Linked DNA regions of Capra hircus: region 1 is linked to region 2. The links are chromatin contacts, called in public Hi-C maps. All regions are on one chromosome and are shown on one strand. Each heading gives the region's core, a stretch centred on a gene start, on an enhancer-like site or on the middle of the called end of the contact. The rest is flanking DNA. Distances are from core to core; before and after follow the strand shown.

The links. Hi-C and Micro-C count contacts between places; a contact is called where the count stands out from the background.
Region 1: a contact with region 2 is called in a Hi-C map of blood, with 5 times the contacts expected there. The contact joins the promoter of PHLDA1 here to the enhancer-like site in region 2. A contact is called at or near these places in 4 of 5 Hi-C or Micro-C datasets (blood and liver).

What each region holds. Positions count from the first base shown.
Region 1 is chr5:5,360,671-5,364,474 of ARS1.2, reverse strand. PHLDA1 (pleckstrin homology-like domain family A member 1) reads left to right here and starts at 2,546. Exons shown (of 2, transcript XM_018047569.1): 1 at 2,546-3,776. The coding sequence starts at 2,572. The coding sequence ends at 3,750.
Region 2 is chr5:4,868,146-4,871,737 of ARS1.2, reverse strand. No RefSeq gene overlaps it. Among named protein-coding and RNA genes, the nearest start is that of KRR1, 42 kb to the right of the region's middle. Within about 2 kb of position 1,952, at least 1 of the 5 cell types and tissues checked has an H3K27ac peak or open chromatin away from gene starts, as enhancers often do.

The DNA of each region.
Region 1 (3,804 bases), core at 1,297-3,796, 490 kb before region 2:
GGGGAGAGGAAGCATCTGTAGAGGAATCAGACCATGTGACTAGGGAGGGAGGAAGAAAGCTAAGTGATGTTCTTGAAGCCAGTGAAGAACTATTTTAGAGCAGAAGGTGACCAGCTCTGTCAGATGCTGCTGATAGACAACTTGATGCAGTTGACTGTAATATCCGTTTTGACTTAGCCGTTTCAGACTTGTTTACCAGAGCAATGGATTACTTAGCTTTCTAAACCAGTAATTTTTAAGTGACATTTGTAGGTTTTCATTATCTACACTTGAAGTTGAGGGGGAGAGGAAGGGGGACAGTTATTTCCTGTTATTCATTTTCTGTGAAATAAATTGTCTTTACAAATGGTAATATGGCCGTTTTTATGAGTTGGTGGTGACTGGTGAAGTTGATCAAGATTTCTGTGTTATATTACTGAAATTTCCAATAATCACTTGCACTGTGGTTGGAGAGCTTCCCAAGTGGCACAGTGGTAAAGGACATGTCTGCCAGTGCAGGAGAGGCAGGTTCGATCCCCTGGAGGAAGCGGCAACACTCCAGAATTCTGCCTGGAGAATCCCATAGACAGGAGCCTGGTCCATGGGGTTGCAAAGACTGCAGCCACTAAGAGCACGCTCACAGGTGGTTGGAGAAGGCAAACTGGACTTCCGGACTGTTCACAAGCTATCAAATAGCCAGCTGAAAATTCTGATTTTTAAAGTCTCTAGTTATATAAGAAGTGCTTTTGAAAATTACGCTGTTTGGTTAGACATTTTTAAGTAATTGAGATAAAATGCATTTGATGCATCCTGATAAACTGCAGGTTAGATAACACCAAAACATTCAGTTCCTCTTAAGAAAATGGGTTGGGTTGCCAGAAGATGTCTTACTTTTAGCCAGTCAATTTTGTATTGTATCATTTTTCCATATGAAATGTCTTTCCCCACTACACCTGCCTCAGAGACTGGAAGCATCCTTTCTAAAGGAGCTGAAGAATGGCATTCTGTTAAAAAGATGAACAGCTGGTCATGTGGAAATTCTTTGGAATGCTCACTTGTCCTGCAAAGGCAGGGGGAAAACAGATACCAGGTGTAGTGTTTGTCATTGTTACACAGAATTGTTTTACTAGAGATCTTTACATGATTTTAATCGCCTTTCTCCTACCAAGACTGCTCATCTATCAACAGTGTGAAGGCCCTGAGGATGCTAAGTGCAGTTCAGTGGGTGTCAGGACTGCGCTGGAATTGTTTTCTGTGCTGAAACATTGTTCCTTTCATCAAGATTCGGGACCCTCCCGTGATTAAAAGTTATCCTTTGTTCTCGATTACCTTGGGATGAACCTCGATTTTCTTAAGCGTGACACAAAGAATTTGACTCTTGAGGGGTTCTCCAAGCTCATGTGTCGCTTCTTCCCCCTTGAATTCTTTGTTCCAGCGAGATGACAGACACTACAGATGAACTCAGCTCTCCTTTCTTCCTTCTTGGGCACAAGTAGCAGCCTTTCCTGTTACCCTGGCCAACTCCGACTTGTCCACCCCTCATTTCTTTCTTTTGTGTAATTCATATTTTTCAGGGTGGGTATATAATTGGGATTCTCTAGTACATTTCCTTAAGAGGTTTGGTTTCGGTTTATGCTCTTTAATCTTTGTTTCCCAGAGTTTCTATAGAAATTGCTTAAATGGAGTAGGAGGGACCTAGGGGCGAGCACAGAATGACCTTCCCCGGGGTTACAGATAAATGAGATTAGGAGAGATATGACCTGTTGGGCGTTTGCGAAGAGACGGGTCCACGGAGGCCAACCTGCCCTTTGGAGGTTAAAGTGCGGAATCTCAGAACCGGATGTTACCGCAATTTGCAGTTACTCTTGTAAGAGACTGCAGGCTGTACGGATGGGTCAAGAGGAAGCCTAAGGGCTTGTGTCACGTAAGATAAGGAGTGCTTGCGCTCCAGGCTCGAAAAAAGGAAGGCGAAATGTCATTTCTAGTGGGTTCCCTTCTATCCACTCCAAAAGGGACAGACGGTTGCTCTTAACAATCGCGCTAAGAAGAGCTGGGTAGTGGCCGTAAGCGAATGTGAGTGTAAAGACACCATTTCCTCTCGCCCTTTGCGCACTAAGATGTCTACGTGGGGTCCGGGGGAGGCACAGTTCGCGGGACTCCGCAGTGTGCGAACCTCAGCCCCAGTTCCTCGCTGGCCCAGGCCTGGAGCGGGCTCTGCGAGATTTCGGAACCCAGCGCGAGTCCTCAGGGCGAGTTCCGGAGCGCAGAGGGTCCGCCTGGCGTGCCTGGCAGTCTGGCAACTGCGCCCACTTGGGCAGTCCCGTGCCCACCCGAGGCTCTCCGCGGTGAGCCCCGCCGGGCGGAGAGGCGCGACGGCTGGGGATGGCCTCTCGGCGCCCTCTGCGCGTCGGCATTCTTCGCCCGGCAGTCGGGGCGCCCTCGGCCGCGGCCCCGGGCGGAGGAGACGAGTTTCCGGGGCTCGCGTCCCGGCCGCCAGCCTGGGGCAGGAGCGCGGAAGCGAGTGGGCGGCGGGAGGCGGAGCGAGGGGCGCGGGGGGCGTGGACCGGCCGGCTTTGGAAAGGCCCCAAGTGAATGAGGCGCGCGCCGGCGGCAGAGCGCCTCTCCGAGCTGGGCTTTCCCCCGCGGCGCGGGCGCCAGGAGCCGCCTTTTCCGCTGGGTGTCACTCGGGGGTGGGGGATATGGCCCATTCAAAAGCGCCGCGAGGGGGCCCGGCCAGTGCCCTTCAGTGAGCGCTCGCAAGAGGACGGCAGAGCCCCGGCGGCTCGCAGCTCCGGGACCTTGTGGCGCATCAGGACGCGGCTGCCCTGCTGCCCGGACCCCGAGCCGCCGCCGCCGCCGCCGCCGCTCTGCTTTCTGCGCGTTAGCCTCCTCTGCGCGCTCCGGCCCGGAGGCCGCGGGAGCCGTTGGGGCGAGGACGGCGCGCGGCTGCTGCTGCTGCCCCCGACCCGGGCGGCTGGAAGCGGAGAGGCCGAGCCGAGCGGCGGCGCCCCCTATGCCGGGAGGATGTTGGAGAGCAGCGGCTGCAAGGCGCTGAAGGAGGGCGTGTTGGAGAAGCGCAGCGACGGGCTGCTGCAGCTCTGGAAGAAGAAGTGCTGCATCCTCACCGAGGAGGGGCTGCTGCTCATCCCGCCCAAACAGCTGCAACACCACCACCAGCAGCAGCAGCAACAGCAGCCCGGGCAGGGTTCGGTCGAACCGTCCCAACCCGGAGGCCCCGCCGTGGCCAGCCTCGAGCCGCCGGTCAAGCTCAAGGAATTGCACTTTTCCAACATGAAGACCGTGGACTGCGTGGAGCGCAAGGGCAAGTACATGTACTTCACCGTGGTGATGGCTGAGGGCAAGGAGATCGACTTTCGGTGCCCGCAGGACCAGGGCTGGAACGCCGAGATCACGTTGCAGATGGTGCAGTACAAGAATCGCCAGGCCATCCTGGCGGTCAAGTCCACGCGGCAGAAGCAACAGCACTTGGTCCAGCAACAGCCTCCGCAGCCGCAGCCGCTTCAGCCCCAAAGCCAAGCCCAGCCGCAGCCTCAGTCCCAAGCCCAGCCGCAGCAACAACCCAAACCGCAGCCCCAGCCCAAACCCCAGGCTCAGCCGAAGCCGCAGCCGCAGCCGCTTCATCCGTACCCGCATTCGCACCCGCACCCGCACCCGCATCCGCACGCGCACCCACTACCGCACCCGCACCCACCGCCGCTCTCGCAGGCGCACGGCCACCGGCTCCTCCGCAGCACCTCCAACTCGGCCTGAAGAGGGCAGCACCCGGCCCGAACGCGGTAAGGTCGGCGCGGGTCCGGGGAGCGG
Region 2 (3,592 bases), core at 703-3,202:
ACTTGTGAAAGGGGGCACTCCTGGGAAGCCAAGCTTGGGAGATAATCTCTGAAATAGTCATACTTCTCATTGCCTCGTAGATTATGTCTAATGCCCTTTTCAAGGGTATAAAATAATTGTCAGCACTTCTCTACCATAAACAGCTTCATCCTTCCATAAACCAGACCAGTTGCCCAGCTGGGAATGTTTTTCTGCAAGACAATGATGGCCCCTGAGGCTTCTGAGTAGCCACGCCCTGGATTTAGTCCTCAGCTCTGCACTTCTCTGCAAGATGCCCTTGAGTCTTCATTCTTGCTCAGTGTCCTGTGAAAAATGCTCAGGCGGCCACCACCTGATCCCAGTGGCTCATTACCTCCTGACCCTGATCTGTCAGTGACTCTTCCTCATTTTTTCCCTCATAAACACAGCTCAGACGTCCATTGGGCTAGACGAGCGATGATGGTTGAGGTTAGAACAGGGTCCAAAAGTCAACAGAGGAATCCAATCACTTCTTTGCAGAAGCAAATCCAGTGTGAATTCTCCAAAGTCAGGTATGCCGCCTGGTGTGCAAGGTGGTGAAAATCCCAGACAGGAGACAAAAGAAAGGACTCAGTGAGGCAAACCACGTCCAGATCCGGTTCTCAAAACTAACCGTCTGGCGCTATGGAAAAATGGCAACGCGTGCTGTCGTACTTATGAGAGTTCCTGAGCTCCAAAGAGAGAAGGAAATGGAGAACTAAAAATTCTTCCCAAAACAGGCCTACCTCAGAGAGATTGTGGGTTGGATTCCAGACCATTGCAATAAAGTCGATAGTGCAATAAAGTGAGTCACATGAATTTTCTGGTTTTCTAGTGCTTGCAAAAGTTATGTTTGCACTGTACTATAGTGTATTGGGTTTCCCTGGTGGCTCAGAGGTTAAAGCGTCTGCCTGGAATGCAGGAGACCCGGGTTTGATTCCTGGGTCAGGAAGATCCCCTGGCGAAGGAAATGGCAACCCACTCCAGTTCTCTTGCCTGGAGAATCCCATGGAGGGAGGAGCCTGGTAGGCTACAGTCCATGGGGTGACAAAGAGTTGGACACGACTGAGTGACTTCACTTTCATAGTGTATTAAGTATGCAATAGCATTATGTTTTTTAAAAAGTGTATACTTTAGTGAAAAATACTTTATTGCTAAAGAAAATGTAAGCCATTATCTGAGCCTTCAGTGAGGTAAAGGGGTTGAAATATTTTGAGAATTATCAAACTGTGACATAGAGCAGTGAATATATGAAAAATTTGTACCTTCCCCCTAATTTTTCTATCAACCCTAAACTGTTCTTTAAAAATAGTCTCAATAATAATATTTTAAAAAGTGTGACACAGAGTGAGCAGGTGCCCTGGAAAAGGGACTTACTTGATACAGGGTTGACACAAATCTTCAATTGTAACAAAATATTGTATCTGTGAAACAGTCAAGCCCAGAGCAACAAAGTAAGATATGCCTGATGGAATTAATTCTTGTGAAAAAACTTAGGACCTCATGTCTTTTGGCTGAGATGTGACATGTTCAGTGATACTGAACTCATACACCCTCATGTATTTCTATTTTTAAAGACAAAGCGAAAATAGCCTATTTCTTCAGGCTTTCCTCAGGCAAATTGTTGGACTAGTTTAGGCTGTTCTCCAGAGAATAATTTCTTTCCTTGGACATTACAGGCAGGACTCGTAAAACACCAAAATCCACTTGAAGTCATATATCTGGTATGGCTTCCAGAAGTTCAGAAGTTAAAAAGAGTAACAAAGTATAGTTTTAAAGAATCACAGTGAATCTTTCTTAGAAATCTTTCTTTTAACTTGTTTTCGGCTGTGAGGGTCTCGGTTGCTGTGTGCGGGCTTTCTCTAGTCGTGGCGAGCGGGGGCTGCTCACCAGTTGTGATGCAGGGCTCGTCACTGTGGGGGCTTCTCCTGCTGGGGATCGCAGTCTCTGGGGCGCATGGGCTTCAGTCGTCGCTCCACGTGGGCTTAAGTTGCAGCTCCCAGAGCGCAAGCTCAGTAGTTGCGGCTCATGCGCTTAGCTGCCCTGAGGCACGTGGGATCTTTGCAGACCAGGGACTGAACCCATGCCTTATGCATTGACAGGTGGATTCTTAACCACCAGGGAAATCCTAGAAATCTTTAAACAGGAAAAATAGTCATAGTAATGATTCTGATAATATTTTTCCAGAGGGTGACAACTTAATTATTGATAGGAGAGTGAATTTCATGCCTAGTTATTTTTAAATCAGTTGATTACATCAGCGTGGTTATCCTCACCTTGACAGCTTATGATTAACTGTACATGCCACAGGTATTTTCTCACAGATAAACTGAGTGCTGAAAGTCAAAACGATGTTCTTGTTAGAGCAGATCGATAGGAGGAAGAATTTCCCTTTAAAATATCTCTTGCACATGGCTGGAGGAATGGTGAGTTATGTTTAATTATTTAAGAAGGAAATTCACCCAAATGTCATTTTATCTTTTTGGTCCTTTGGGGAATATTGGATATGAAAGATGGAAAAATACCTTTGAACAGATGCATAAAAGCCAAAACCTCAACTAATACTTTTCTGCCTCACAAACCTCCAACATCTCCCTGATGATAACAGGTAGATAGGAGGCAATGAACTGCAAATTGTATGGCCACATTTTGGTGCTTGAGGTCAGCCCTCTTATTTGATGCCATCCTGTGTGAAAGATGGAATGAGCGATTCAAGCAGACAGAGTCAGGCAGCAGGTGAGCCCAGGTGAGACGTGTGACAGGGCTCTTTAGAGCTGAGAGTTCAGGCCCCCTTTCCAGTACCCTCTGACCTTTCTGATATTATAATAAAGTGAATGTAAGACCCACTCCAGTATTCTTGCCTGGAGAATTCCATGGAGGGAGGAGCCTGGTAGGCTACAGTCCATGGGGTCGCAAAGAGTCGGACATGACTGAGCGACTTCACTTTCAAGATTTCCCCAAATTTACAGGGCTCCTCTGACTCATTGCTGTGATTCCTTCTGAGGCTGCATGAAACTTTTGCTCCAGGACACTTAGTGGTTGAGTCAGGTTTCAGAGAACCATTAAGACATGCAGCTGAAAACACATCTTGCGGAAGTGAAGGAAGGACACAGAATTTAGGGGGCAACTCCCCAAACATAAATGCTACAGCTCAGCCAGCAAGCACTGATTGAATGCCTACTACATGCCAGTCACTACTCTAAATTTTGGAGACACCACAGTGAATAAAGTGAAAACACACACCCCTGCCCTCTAAGACTTTCTGTTGCGGTAATGTTGTTATTGTTCTTTAGCTACAATTAGCGCTTCTCCTTTTAGGTCATTTCCACATTGTATTGTCAAACTCTATTTGTATTATACAGGGATGCATTTGGCTACAAGTAAGAAAAATTGACCAAAAATGGTTTAAACAGTGTTTTCTTTTGTACTTTGCAAGAGGCTGGATATAGATTGCCTGGAGGCTTATGCAGTAGCTCAAACGTCTCATGGAGGATTTAGGCTGTTTCTCTCTTAATGCTCTCCCAGGCTTAGCATGCTGCTCATTGCTCATGGTTTCAGGATGGTTGCTGGAGCTCCTGCCATGAAGTCTCTACTC